Linked DNA regions of Sus scrofa: region 2 is linked to region 1. The links are chromatin contacts, called in public Hi-C maps. All regions are on one chromosome and are shown on one strand. Each heading gives the region's core, a stretch centred on a gene start, on an enhancer-like site or on the middle of the called end of the contact. The rest is flanking DNA. Distances are from core to core; before and after follow the strand shown. Region 1 holds the start of DPYSL3 (dihydropyrimidinase-related protein 3). Region 2 holds the start of LOC110259532 (a long non-coding RNA gene).

Evidence for each region. A called contact is a pair of places that touch in the nucleus more often than the background predicts.
Region 2: a Hi-C map of omental adipose tissue shows a contact between it and region 1, with 1.8 times the contacts expected there. The contact joins the enhancer-like site here to the promoter of DPYSL3 in region 1. A contact is called at or near these places in 12 of 47 Hi-C or Micro-C datasets (adipocytes, alveolar macrophages, embryonic fibroblasts and 7 more) and 1 of 2 datasets of contacts at active chromatin or transcription factors (skeletal muscle).

The regions. Positions count from the first base shown.
Region 1 is chr2:148,772,266-148,779,911 of Sscrofa11.1, forward strand. It overlaps DPYSL3 (dihydropyrimidinase-related protein 3), which reads right to left and starts at 4,790. Exons shown (of 15, transcript XM_003124066.6): 1 at 4,198-4,790; 2 at 3,975-4,195. The coding sequence starts at 4,354.
Region 2 is chr2:148,852,430-148,859,906 of Sscrofa11.1, forward strand. LOC110259532 (a long non-coding RNA gene) reads right to left here and starts at 4,943. Exons shown (of 3, transcript XR_002341971.1): 1 at 3,704-4,943; 2 at 1,967-3,220; 3 at 1-1,753. Within about 2 kb of position 1,467, at least 10 of the 83 cell types and tissues checked have an H3K27ac peak or open chromatin away from gene starts, as enhancers often do. A contact at or near this core is called in mesenteric adipose tissue and omental adipose tissue, where this site is marked.

The DNA of each region.
Region 1 (7,646 bases), core at 3,540-6,039:
TTCGCAGCAGGTATTCTCAAAGGCTGCGCATCTGAGCTCCAAGCATCCTGCTGGCCGGCAGGGGCAGAGGGGACAGCTTCTGCCGTGAGGTGGGAAGCTCTGTCCTTGCCCTGTGTGACAGTAACGTGTCAGGAACAGATGCAAAGGTGAGGCTCACTGAATTAAAATAAAGAAGAGGAACCCTAGTCTGGAAAGAGGGGGGACTCTGGAATCCCAAATATCAGCTTGAATTCTGCCTCTTCACTTATTATCTGTGTTAACTTGGGGCTAAACACTTAGTTCCTCTGGGTTTAACTGCCTGCAAAAGAAAAAAAAATATATATATATATATATATATACATTTATGTCAGGTACACAGAAGGAGCTCAAAAAGAGATACTTTTATATATTTATGTCAGAACACAGAAGGAGCTCAAAAAGAGATACTTATCAAATCTGCAGCTAGTCAAAGCTGCAGTAAGAGACGCTATATCATAGAATTAAACTTCAAAATTATCCTGATAATGGAAAGATGAGCTAGGATAGTGATGACTATATTACATAGGGGGGAAAAATCCTAGTAAAAATATATCTTTTTTCCTTTTGTTTTTGTTTTAGGTTCAACTGTACCTGCACAGTCTGCAGTCTCCCACCTGGCTTAAGTGGAAAGGTTTCTGAAGGCCTGAATGTCATGGAGTTTATTACAGAGACATTGTAAACAGTAGGACGTTGTTTATTGAATTGTTGCATGTAATCTCTACTACAGAAGCATATGTCATGGATAAATCAGGGGAAGTAACTCGCCTCATGCATTTGGCTACAGCCACGTCCCATCTAGAACAATGTGTTCAGCTCTGGGCACTATATTTTCAAAGAGTATTTATAAAATATAGTGTAATCTGCAAAGGAAATTCAAATGGTGAAAGGCTCCTACAAGGAAGAGCTGAAGAAAGTGAAAATAATAAGGCTAAAAAAAGAGAACAGTAAGGAGAATGTGATAGTTGCCCTCAAAGATAGAAAAGGCAGTAAAAAAAAAAAAAAATCAAAGCGTAATTAAGAGTAACGAAGAGTACCTGGTATTGAGTACCAGGTGCAAAGTATCACTGCTACCAGAAAGGAAGGAAGGAAGGAAGGAAGGAAGGAAGGAAGGAAGGAAGAAGAAAGAAAGAAAGAAAGAAAGAAAGAAAGAAAGAAAGAAAGAAAGAAAGAAAGAAAGAAAGAAAGAAAGAAAGAAAGAAAGAAAGAAAAAGAAAGAAAGAAAGAAAACTGAGCAACAGAGGGTAAGTTAAGCATTTATGGTCACATCATCTGTAAGGGGTGAGCCACCTTTCATCCCAGTAACCCACCCCCCAATCTGGGAGAGTATCAAAGCCATTTCCCAAATACATCTAACCTCTCTCTTATAGGATCCTGGTAAGAGTGCACCTTCCTGGTTCTTTGGAAGTGAGACCTGGACGAATGATCTGCTCTGGCCCATGAAGTATGAGCGTAAGTCATGTTTATGACTGCAGTGTGGGAACTGGAGAATCTGTGAGCAATATGCCACATGCTTTTCCCACCATGGACGTGAGGCCCTGGGACCTCCATCAGTCTAGGTCTCCGAGGGGCAAGGATGAACAGAGCTGCCCTCCAGAACCATGACAGACAAGTAGAAGGAGGGAGAAAACAAACCGTCATGGTTTGATTAAGCCACTGAGATTTGGGGACTATTTGTTACATGACATTACCCCATTTTTTTTCTGACAGACACATGAGCCCCACATGCTTAAAATCATTACAATAACTCAGAATAAAGAAGCATAGCTATTCTTATATTTCTAGGGATCACAACTCAGAATAGTTACTGTGCAGAAGCTACAAGCAGGCAGACTTGGGCTTAATTTAATTTTTTTCATGTAAAGTCATCCAAAATTGCTTCATGAGGTAGTGAGCTCCCTGAAAATAGGAGCATTCAAACAGAGGCCAGATGATGGCTGTGCATCTGTATAGCAAAAGAGGCCGCTTCATTAAGGAGGTTCAATGTATCAATCTTTCACCCAGCACCTCCAATGTTCCAGGCATCGCCGCCACAAAGATAAATCCAAAGACACAATCCCTATCCTCAAGGAAATAGTCGCCCAGCTCAGAAGCAGATAACCTCTGCTGCCTCTTTGAACAGTGTGATTCAACCCAATTAGAGATAATAGCATGGCCTGGATGAAGCTGACAGCAAGCCTGAGCTTAGAAATAACCAAGTAGCACTAGAAACCCGGCTGATGCTTAGGTTGTACGATTATTTTTTAATTAGGAGCCAAAAGTATAGGGTTGGCGAAAGGAAGGGAAACGAAAGAATTGGTGGGTTTAACATTTTTCCTTCCTCTAGTCACCATTCTTCAATCTTGCAAACCAGGCATATTATCTGGCTTACATCAGGGGTGTTGCAGCAGAGGGAACAGCCCTGACTCACAGCAATTGTGACCGATTTTCCCATCACTTCTCCCGCCCCTTGGAGTCAGGAAGGGACTCTTTCAATAGTGATCAAAGTCAGACCTGAAGGGAGGCAGGAACCTTTCCCTAGGGCCATTCTTCAGTTTAGAAATCAGCCAAACCCTCGCCACAAGACCAGAAGTTTACCCTAAAAGGGGATTTGAGCAGGGCCTAGAGGAATTCCCTATTCTAAACCACAGATGAAAAGCACAAACTAAATGAGTGATTACAAACGCACCGCTCTGCTCCCCAAAGGCGCCTTTAAACAGTACTCATTTCAGTACTTTCTTTCCCTGTAATCAATAGTTAAAGCTTTGTTGTTTTTTAAACTTGCAAAAATCCAAGAGTGCACAGATTGGCCTCTCCTTCCCTGGCTCGCTGGATTTTAATGGAAAAACATCTAAAACTTGGGGTAGCGTTAACTGTCACTGCTCAGAGGCACACATTTCCATTTCAGGTTATTTTTCATAAGAGCGTATTAGTGATATAATATATGCAGCGGGATTCTGCAGCCATTCTCAAAACCAGGGTGAGGTATCTGGTTACTATTGTTCCCCACCTCAAAAGCAGCTTGAACTCCCAGTCCTCCAACCCTGTCCAGGCCCTGAATTTTCTGAACTGTGGTCCTGATTGCCTATGAAATAAACAAATAAATGAGGGCAAGCTGGATTTCAGGGCCATATCTTAAGTCAGCTCAGGGTGACCTGAGTGTCTCAAACACACACACACACACACACACACACACACACACACACAGAAGAAACTGGCTTTGGCACATGGAAGAGCAGCAGCGAACCTGCAGCTGGTGCTACTTTAACGTGCACCCTTCATACTCTGGCTGATTTTCAAAAACACAATAATACTCTTCGCCAGAAAGCTGGGTCCCCAGGCTTGTGCCAAACTACCCACACAAATATACACTTTACAAGCACAGATGGGAAATGCCAATCCAGGACTGAAAAGAGGCATGGGGATTCGGGTGTTTAGTCTGGTCGCTCCACACCCAAAAGTTTCAGGGACAGGGCTGATGTTTGAAGGGGGCGGGGGGGTACCGCCCATCCCCTACTTTCATCCGGGTACTATGGCGACGACCCCCTGTTTTCCCAAGACCGCGTTGCCCGCCGCCCTGGTGATGACCCTTGAGATCTAATCTAGCGTCAGCGGGGACACCAAGACAATCGTGCTGCTGGGTACTCAGACCGAGAGAAGGGCTGGAAACCACTCAGCCTTCCGGGCTGGCCGGACTGACACACCCACTCAGAACCGATGGCCCGGGGACGCGGCAGCCAGGCGGGGGGGACCCACGCGCCTCCGTCCCGCGCGCACGAAGACGTTGCGGTTGAGGACGCGCCGATCATTCAGATCCCGGCTGGGAGGTCTCGCTGCCCCCAGCGGAGGATGCCCGCTTCCTCCCCCTCGTCCTCCATTCCCGTGCAAAGTGAGCGGGAGAAAGTTGTGTCCGGGCCCTGGCGCCCCGGGGCTGGGAAGGGAACGCGGGCAGGCGGAGAGGAGACCCGGGCCCCCCTTACCTTGTCCTTGGGGCCGAGGTTCTGCAAAACCTCCTTGCCGGTGGCGCTCCGGATCTCCACCCCGGCGGGCGCGGGCGACGCGGGCGCGGGCTCCCGGCTCTCCTCCCGGCCTTGGCCCCGGCGCGGGGTGTCCCCCTCGGCGCCGGGGCGGCTCGCCGAGCCGCGGCCGCTGCCCTGGCTGCTCCGGGGAGTCTTGGCGCCCCGCTGCCCCACGCTCAGGCATCGAAATCCAGCGTCTTGCTCTCGAAGGCGCCCTCCACGTTGCAGAACATACCGCCGTACTTCTGCCGCGGGACCTGGTCGGTGGTGCCCGGCCTGGCCAGGTACACGGGCAGATCGTCCTCGTGGGAGCTGTCCCAGCCTCTGCGGCCCGAGGCCATGGTTGGATCGCGACGGCGGCCCGCGGGTCCTCTTCCCGAGAGGCGGAAAGGGCAGCTGCCGGCAGCGTGCGCGGAGCCACAGTGACTGGGGCGGGAGGAGGCGCCTGAGCCTTCGCGCCAGAGGCGGCAGTGCTGCTCCGGTTCCTGCCAGTCCCCAGCGAGCCCCGAGCCAGCGAGCGCGGCGCGGGGGCCGGAGCTGCTGCGCGTTGCGCTCGCCCGCCCGCCCGCCCCGCCGGCCGCACCTCCTCCGCGCTGGGGACCCTAACGTGGCCTCTGGCGATCACGCGTCCCAGCCGCCCATCCCAGGAGAAATGCAACTTGGCGCGCGCGCGCGCTCACACGCACACGCACACTCCCCGCTGCCCAACAACCCCCAGATTCACACTCAAGAACTTGCTGCACTCAACACGTGCGCACAAGCCGTGCTTTACTACTCCCCAGTTGGCCTTACAAGCACAAACCTCTCTGTCCCGCTCAGGCGGTTGGATTTCAAAGCGAAGTCGACACACATAGAAACTCAGGTTTACCAGACTCCCAAGCTTGGACTTTGTTTACCTATAGTCCCAGATTGGCCGCATCCTGCTCTTAGAATGGCCTCCCAATTGCTCCCAGGTCTAGAATCTGCCTCACCAACCTGCACCCTCACGCAAGGAGCTCCCGAATTTACAGGTTTTCCTCGTGGGGGGTTGGGGAGGGGCGTCATGGATAATCACAAAAGCCTGTCATTGCATCCCACTCTTAAACCCCTTCTTCCTTGATGGGCACCCCTTTAGATTTTGCTTTTTATCCCCTCTTAATTTGTCTTACACACCGTCACATGACAGATCACGGACATGCCTTGCAAAATACTCTTAATACCCTCCCTATTCTGGGACCACGACCCCCTGGCGGATAATACCTCACACACTGAGGTCAGAGCCCTCCCCCGGCCCTCCCCCCAAGTCCAGACTTAGCTCCAGAATGTACAACCAGAGACTTGGAGGTTCTTGTTCCCTGGCGCGCACACAGTGTTACTCTGGTACATGCTTTCCCCACGTCATCCCCTCCCCCGCGTCCACCCAGGGACCCTCTAAGCCAAACTTTGCCACATTAACACAGAGTCCAGGAACTGCAGAGCTTGCGTGGCATCTGCACACCCAGCCCAAACCCAGAACCTGTAATGCCCACCCGAAACTGGGCCCCCTCTTGGAAAGTCACCCCTGTGACTTTATTTAGTCATCCATCAGAACTGAGGGCCTCCTATGCTCTTTAGAAGACAGCAGCCTGAGGGTGTTAAACAGGCAGATGGGGGCCTGTCCCCACCCAGAGTGTGGTCTACACCCTCCATCTGGGTAGCTCAGTCCTTGACAGTCTGCCCAACATGTTCAACTTCATTTCCTGAATTCTCCACTGTATTATAAGCGCCATGAAGGCAGAAAACTGGTCTGTTTAGTTTACCTTTGAATATCTTGAGTCTAGAATATCTATAGGCACCTAAGGTACTCCATGAATCCCTTTGGAATGAGTGGATAATAATAACAACAACAATAAGGAGCATTTATGGCACGGTTGCTGTGTGCCACTCATTAGTGTAATTGTTTTGCATATATGTATTGATTCATTTAATGCCCATAAGTATCTCGTAGATTTTTTTTTTTTTTTTAATGGCTGCACCTACAGCATATGGAAGTTCCTGGGCCAGGGACGGAATCCCAGCCACAGCTGCAACAATGCCAGGTCCTTAACCCCCTGTGCCACAGTGGCAGCTCCTCTCAGAGGCTTTGTGCACAGACACAGCGTTGAAAGCACCTGCCCTGAAGCGGATGAAATGAAACTCTGAACTCCAATTTAGGGGGAAATTAGAATATTGGAAAATGCGGCCCCAGTGACAGGCCTGCGACATCCTTGAAGATTTGAGGGGTGGAAGGTGCTGTGAACTCAGATCAAAGACAAGTAAGTTGACAGCAGTTATGCTTACCCCAGGGAGTAGAAAGGCATTTGCAAAACTGTCTGTGTGCTATCAAAATTACGCCTCATTTCTTAAGCCGGCTTCCTCTGGATAGCTGCACCTTTTTAAGAAATGCTGGTTGGGGATGGACCCAGAAATTCGTGTGAGAAATCAGTCAAACCAGCCATTCCCTCCCGCTTTGCTCTCATAGTTTATTTCCCTCCCTTCCCCACTGCTCTCAACCTCTCCTCCCCTCATTTATTCATTTACGGACTGTTGGGGGGGGGGCTTGTTATGGGTCCAGCGCTGTCCTGGGTTCCCTGCTCTGTGGAACAGAATTCGAATGGGGGGAAACTCATGGTAAATAAGATCGGGTCAGATAATCCCAAGAGCCAAGAAGAAAATAAGCTGGCCAGCTTTTTCATCGGCTGGTCAGAAAAAACTTGACGTCTTCCCTCTCTGACTCTCTGCAGACACCTCTGGCACCTCCACCATCCGCACAGGCAACAATAAACATAATAACTAACATTTATTAGGAATTTATTCTGTGCCAGGCTCAGGGCTAAGAATTTCCATAGAGCGTCTTAATTCATCTTAATAACACGGCGAGTCAGGTGCCCTTGTTTTACTAGTGAAGAAGCTGAGGCTCTGAGTAAAGGCCCAAGTCACGCCAGAGTTGCAACCGAAAGCAGGATACATGCAAAGAGTCCAAGATTTCCTCTGAGAGGAGCATGTTCGGAACGAAGATGCATGCCTGTGTGTATTCCCGCGTGTGGGCGTAGCTGGGCCCCATCGCAGGAGCGCCATTGCCTCACGGCTGTGCCTATTGCAACGTATCTGCTGCATAATTACATTTGTTGCCGAAACATCCCCTGTAAGAGTCGACAGCTGCATACACACACATGTGTTGAATTAAGAAAGCCCAAGCAGTCTTGAAACGAAGACTGAAATGGGAAAAGCTATTCTGACTCCAGTTCTGTAGCTACAGGGCCTTAGGCCAAGCGTCTTGCTTAACTTCTAGATGTCTTTCTCCTCTGAGTTTGCCTCTCCCACTTAGGATTATTAAGGACTTCAGTCCTTGAGTAAGAGAATTGCTTGTGCACTGCCTTAACTTTTGTAACAACCCTATAAATGTGGTGTGAAGTCTCTCCTCATTTCACCACTGGAGAGAAGAAGGCCTGGACACGTTAAGTTCCCCGCCCAAAGTATCACAGAGCAAGCACCTCAAGCTAGAATTCAACTTCTCTGCCAGCTAATTCGGAGCCTGGCCTCTTAAAAACTGCCCCATGACAGAGTCTGGTCGTGAGGAGGCAAAGAGATAATGAAAGGGAAGACCAAAAGTAAGACGTTAGCAAAGAACATAAT
Region 2 (7,477 bases), core at 217-2,716, 77 kb after region 1:
CAGAAGAGGGAATGTTGGGAGTGGGAGGGGCTGAGTGCCTGTCTGCTCCCACCAAGCTGGCAGTGTCCACTCCCCCACATCAGGATGGGCACTGCCTTGTCTTCCCCCAGTCCCACCTCTTCCTGTTTGGGCTGCGGGATGTCAGTGCTCCCTTCTGTTGAGGCAGGGGATGGAAACTGGGAAGAGAATCTTGCTTTCAACTTGAAAAGAGGTCAAAAGAAAAAAGGACTCTTGGCCGATCGCAGTGGATTCACAGGTTTTTATAAGGTGAAGGGCCGTATCCTTTCCTTGTTCACGAACAAGTGTGCTGTTACCCTAAGGACATTCCCTGTCAACAGAAAGGGTAAAAATGAAAACACAGCTTTGCTCTTCTCTCTTCTCCCCTTGTCTAAGGACGGTGCTTGTTTAACAGATTTGTGTGGACCTGGAAGCCTAATCGAGGCACTGTGAGCAAGCATTAAACGTTCTTTCACCTCAACGAGCCACTAACTCCGGACAAAAAGCACACTGGCAACACGATATAGTGGAAAGAGCTCATGCTTTCAAGTTAGATCCGAGTTCTGATTCTAAATTCTAGCTCGGCCACTTATTAGCCGAACAAATTTGGTCAAGTTAGCAACCTTTACATGTTGGTTTCCTCGTTAGGAAACGTGAAGTTGTTTAAAGCATGAATGAAAATACCTGGGCCCCTACCCTGCACCTTGCATTTCATGTCTATTTTTACAGTGTTTCATTTTACTATATTGAAATTTGATCCTTACCATAACCCGGCCAGGCAGGTTGTATTAGCTCCATTTTATGGATGGGAAAATCGAGGCTCAGAAACTTTCTTTAACTTGATTTAGGTCATAGAATGAATGGGGAACAGACTAGGACTCAAAAGACTACTCTGGAGGCCATATAGCCTATGAAAAAATGTATTAAAAAATTCTGACACTTGTAGGGGCTCAGTCATTGTTCTGTTGTTATTCATTTAATATATAATTAATTGTATGTTAGCTCTATTCATAATTATATTAATATCTATCATGATATATATAGGATTATACACTATACAATGCATTAATTATATGAATATATATGCACATATATTTTAAGTGGAAAGTTAACTGAACTCGGAGTCAGATGATCCGACGTTCATTTGGGCTCTGCTGTTTACGAGGTCTGCCAATAGACAAGTCAGTTACGCAGGTAATTCTTTGTCATACACAGCCGTGAGCAGGACATGGTAACTGGTCAATAAATATTTGTTGAAAAAGGAAGACATAAACAAATGAATGAGTAAATGGTCAAGGTCTCTTTCGGGTCTTAAAAAATGCCTCTTGTTTTGGTGTACACACATGAAAAATTAAACAGGTAGTTCTCGAAGGAAAAGGAAATTGTCAGAAGCCAAGGTACTCCAGACCACAGTGGTTCCTTATAGCGGCCCCCTGTGGTGGAAAGGGGGCATTGCAAGGCTTCCAGGAAAGCCTGATGGACTTTGCCCAGGACTTGCCCCGCCCCTCGTTTGCTCCTCCTCTGCTCCCTATTAACCCTAGCTGAGCAGTAACACTTTGGCTTAGTCCTTTACCTAAATGCCCGCTTATTCACTTAACACTGCAGTGCTCTGGCACAATACCTGCTGTTTGGCTTTGTCAGAGTCCCGGAGGCCTGGGAAAACAAGGATGTCTGGAGGAAACAGCAAATGCTGTTCTTTCAGAGCTAAAATCTTCTATTAACCTTTGCTGCTATATCCTTTATCCTTATAAATGATCTGAAAAACCAACAACATTTTTTTTAAATGTGATATTTGAAGACTGCTGTCGATCCAGCCCTTTTAACTGAGCCACACATGAAAACTTTTGGTACGAATTCTGCTATGGATCCCATTTAATTCTCACAACAGCCCGCCAAGGGGAATTATCTTATTTATCCCATTTCACAAAAATGAAGCAAAGGTGTCAAGTAGTTACTCAGTGACACATACCTAGTGGCAGACCTAGAACCAGGGCCCAGTCTGTCTGTCTTCTGCACACACGCGACCTCTCCGAGTAGAAAGAAAACCAGGATGGAAAGAGCAACAGCATAATTGGGATTCTGCTTTACTTCCATCAGCAGTTAAAATAAAACTGAAGCACCTGGCTTGTTTTGAACTGTGCTTTCCCACAGCAGCCCCCATAGAACTGGGGAGACGCCAGCACTAAGAAGCAGGGATCCTTTGTCAATTACAGAGCCATGTATAAAATGCCGTTTATGGTTGAGGATGGCAGGCTAATGGAATAAAAGCTTATCTAGCCAATGTTTTGTGCAAACAACAAGAAATGGTTGCTGTTTTTCATTCCTGCACTTCTTGGGAGGTAAATGTTTTCTAAGGGCAAATCCCTATTTTTCTCTTTAAAAATTCCGCTAGGAAACATAGTATGTTTTGGCAAAGGTATTTTAAAACCTAAACTGTGATTTAAAAAAAAAAAAAAATCAAGTACATTCACAGAGAGAAACTGGACACAATGACATGCCTTCCCTTGGCTGTTCTCCGGGGAGGACTTGCTTTGGGGGTGGAGGATGGGGGAGCGAATCTGATGAGCTGCCTTGACCCTTTTTGTTTGGCGTTTTAGGGAGTCTGGAATACTTGGAGACTGAGTAATTGGTCCCTAAGCCTTTGGTGTTTGCAAATGAGTTTGCTGCCTGCAGGAAGACAACAGCCCAGCTTCCCTGAAGTGAACAGAGGCTGAAAAACCCAAGATGGTGAAATGCCGTGCCAGCCAAGTAGACAAAGCAGTGTTTCTGTTGAGATTACTGCTTTCCTAGGCATGTGCGGAAGAGACGCAGGAAACCCAAGGGACACAAAGTGCCCCATAAAATGAGCTTCAGATTTCCTTTGAGCGGGCGCTTCTTCCTGGACTTCTAGGCAAATGCTCCCTCCTGTGGTCAGAGAGTAGAATACAGGGAATAGAGCACTTCAACCGGGAGAATAAAAGCAGGAAGAGAATGTGTTTTGCGTTGTTTGTTGTTGTTGTTGTTGTTTGTCTGTTTTCTAAAGAGCTTTTTGTTTATGGGCCAAAATTATTGTTTTAAAAATAAAATAATGAAGGAAGAGATCACCAAACTCTTGCGTAAGAGCGAAACCAGCCAACAAACCCCCAGAAACAACAATAAAACCACTTTCCAGAAAATGGCCAAGTTACCTATGTCCGTGGTCACAGAGCCTTCTTTTGTCAACCAAGTGCGAAATGAGGCGTCTCTAAAAAGTAAAACAAAGTAATGACTACAACAAAGCAGAAGCAGCCTCACAGATACAAACTAGTGGTTACCAGCAGGGGGAGGGGAGTGGGGGAGGGGACCAGAGGGGAAGGGATTGAGAGGTATAAGCCCCGAGGTATAAAATAAATAAATGCGAGAATATCATGCACAGCACAGGGAATGTAGCCAATATTTTGTAATAACTTTAAATGGAGCGTAAGGTATAAAAATACTGAATCTCTATGTTGTACATCTGAAACTAATATTGTAAATTGACTCAACTTCAGTTAAGAAATGCAAAAAGGACTCCCTCCAAGAGCCCAATATATAAACAATAGAACTAGGATGATTTAGTGAGACTTGTTAGGTATCAGAAAATGTATTAGATGCCTAAGATCGAAAACTGAAAAACACATTCTCTGCTCTCAGCTCAGATCCAGTGGGGATATAAGTTGGGGTGAATAGAACAAGTAATTTTACCTACCTGGTCAGTGACAAGATGGGTACACGCAGAAAGCTTTGGGGCAACAAAGGACATGGTGTCCAACTCTTGAGGAAGACACGGGATAAGTGGAATCTTCAGTATTTATTCAGGACTTAATGGCTGGACCAAGAAGAGAGTGTGAGCTGTATTTTCTACAGGTGGCTTAGACAGAGCTGAAGCCTTGGGTCGGCTGCAGTGTCTTACTTTGTCCCAAATCCCATGTTTATGTTATGTGCTTATTTCCATAAGCGTTTGCGAGTGAAGCCCACGGAGTCATGGGAAAGCAAGGAGGGATTTGAACGAAGAGAACAAGCTGCTGTGATTGGACATTACATCAACCTGGAAACAAAAGCAGGGATTATTTACAGAGGACACAACTGGTAGCAGTTAATGTAACTAGGAAGTACTGCAGGGGTTCAGGTGAGACACTCTTAATAGAAGTGACAGAGAAGAGAAGACAGGTTGGAGACCTCAAATCAATCGAACTTGTGAGGGATTGGCTCTGGAGGGGCGGAGAAAAGCAGGACAGAATGAAGCCCAGGAAGTTATCATAATTCTACGGAATATCTCTTACTGAGTTGGGAGAACCAGGAGAGGAGCAGGTCTGGAGTGAAAGATTAACTCAGGATACTTAGTGGTTTGTGGTATTCCTAAGGCTTTTAGGCATCCTGCATCGACTTCTGTTTCACTATTTCTGAGACTTAATCATCTTATTTTCCTAGAAGTTCATTGAAAGCAAGGAACGTATCTTGTCCCATGGAATGCCTTCTGGAAAAAGCATTCTTTTCAAATTGTTTTAAAAAAGTCATTCTCATAAAAATTCATAAGCATGTGTCAAAGTTTTACGTACTTCATTAATTCAAGGAACCAGTAGAGTGAACTGATTCAAGGAGGACTCAAAGAATGGGGCAAAGCATGCTGAAATGAAGGCAGTCTGTTAGGAACCAAAGTGGTTAATTTGTGTCTAGGACTAAACCCTAATCTTCATAGTTTTCTTTTTCGATTAAGGGAAAAAAAGTCACACCTTATCACTTTTCTGTAAGTTGGCCTCCTTTTGGGCTGCAAAACCATCCGGGCGCTCATCAGCTGTGGCATTCCCCAGTCAAAAGACATTTCAATTGCCACATTAGAAAGCACACTGAGGAGTTGCCATCATGGCTCAGTGATGAACGAAAGCAACTAAGATCTCTGAGGATGCGGGTTTGATCCCTGGCCTTGCTCAGTGGGTTAAGGATCTGGACTTACCATGAGCTGTGGTGTAGGTCGCAGACTCGGCTCTGATCTGGTGTTGCTGTGGCTGTGGTGTAGGCCAGCAGCTGTAGCTCCGATTCAACCCCTAGCCTAGCAACCTCCATATGCCACGGGTGTGGCCCTAAAAAGACCAAAAAAAAAAAAAAAAGAAAGAAAAAAAAAAAAAAAAAAATTAGAAAGCACACTGAAATGAAATTATAAAAACAAAATACTCATTGTTTTGCCTTATTTCCAAGCCTTGACTGTTTTTCTACATACTTTCCTAGAGTAGCTCTAAGGTATTTAATGTGCACTTTGAAATACTGAATTTATACCCTGCGGCTGTACAAAAATACATTTGAGGTGATGTAAATTAAAGACAAAACGAAAGTAAATTAAAGGCAAAACAGTAAAATCAATGAATGAAAAGAAAATAGAAATAATTGATAAAAGATTTCAATGAAATTTTAGATTTGTTCAAGCATTTCTAGGCAGTTGGGGCACAATAATGCACACGATAAATTATTTATCTCATTATAAAGGAAGACAGATCCACTTCCTGAATTGGCTGTCATTTTGTCATTTCTCCTGTTCCTTCTAAATTCTGAGGAGCGTCATACAGAGCTTCCCGTAGTTGATACAGATGCAGTGGCACTTGCTCTCAATATTTTAACAGTAATTACCGCACAGATTCCCAGTGCCTCTTAGTAATGGAACTTATTGATCAATGATTTCATATTTATAAGGCAACTTCATGCAAAAATGTATTTGTTAAAAACATTTTTATATGGAGCATTTTCAGTGAGAAGAAAAAGGCCTTTATTATTCACTCTCATATCCCATCTGTAACCACAAAGTGGCGTCAATACAATAAGCATTCTTCATCAGCCATTGGACACAAATCTTTCCCCTTGGGGTGCGTAAGCACCGCTAGGACAGCTGCTCACGCATGGATCACAGCGCATGGGAGGAGTCCCTTTATGTGGACTTTGTGTGAACCTAGCAGAGGTGTACTTGTCTCGTTGGCCCTGTGGGAAGGAAGCGTTTCCTACCTCCATTCGTGTCTCCAAAAGACACTGGGGAGCTTTCTTCTGGGACTGGAAGGAGGTAGCTGAGCTGTTGACATGCTAGCAGATGGGAGTTTTACACCAGAACTGGAGTTCATCAAATCAGAGATTTCCATCTGTAACATTAAACAGAATCTATAGCAGTAACTGCCTACTTCGCAGCATGCCCATGGGCTTGGTACCTCTCTCAAAGAAGACTCAGTCGGCTGTTACATCTTCATCCGGTGACACAGGTGTGATGTCTTGAGGGCTGGGGATGTGACTTATCCTCTGTTTTCGGGACCTGACTTGGCACAGGATACCCGGCTCCTAGAAACGGGGGGCAACAGATCATTGTCTTCAACTGATGAGTGATACCTTTTGCTACTTAAAGAGGTTGCCACTGAAAGAACCCTTCTTAGCATGGATTTTTCAAGCCCACCCCCAAAGGCTAATATTATTTTTTATTGCTCTCCATAGTGACAAAATTATACCTCACATTGTGCCCCATTGGTTCTTATTTGTTTCACGTGTACGGGGGTTGTTTCCTGCCCTTGACTGAAAGCTCTTTGAGGGTAAACTCATACATACCAAAGTTAGTATAGAGATGGGTACATAGTGGGTGCTCATGTAACACATGCTTGTTAACTTGTTACATCTAGTGGGTGGAAAGGTAGATAAAAAGGTGGGTGGACAGAAGAAACGAAGTCACAGCTAGAATAAGAACAGCAAATAGCTGGCAAGATTCTTCCCCAAACTCTGTTTGGAGCAGACCATGGTTCTGTCCCCATGAGCGCAAATTCTGCTTTGGACTCCTCACCACTTTACTGGCAGGTACAATAAAAAATTCAGAACGGAGAGACAAGGAGAAACCTGCATATCATCCTTGATGTAGAGTTTGTTCCCTGACATTATATGGAAAACCTTCCTCCCCCTTGCCCTATTTTTCCAAAGTGGATTAAGGTTCAAACAAAACAATAACCTACGGACAAGGCAAGATAAAGTTTTACAAAATGCAGTTTGTTTTATTTTTATATAAACTAAAACACCAGAGCTCATTGATTCCTATATTAAATACATAAATTATAAAATAACCATTCATAAAACTTTACATACAATAAACCGATTCCAGTCTCTACAGTGATGCGTACAGTACGTGTACATGTTTGGTGTACTTCGGAGGATCATTCTGGTGAAAAGCAGTTCATTTATATTTTTCTTCCATTAATAAACAAACACTGAAGCAATATATGGAGTCATGCTAGTGAGATGAAGAGAAAGGAGCCCAACCGAAGCAGGTGATTGAATAAAAGCTCTGAGAAACTGACCCCCTGGCTGCTCGAGTACAGAGACATCTGGGGAATTGTGCATATTACCGTGTACTGGTCTATTCTTGAGTCCTCACAGAGTTGGAGCTTGAAGGTTGGAACAGGCATAAACTGTCTTTGGAATGGGAATTTTTAGCTGATAAAAATGGGACTTTGGGTAAATGAATATT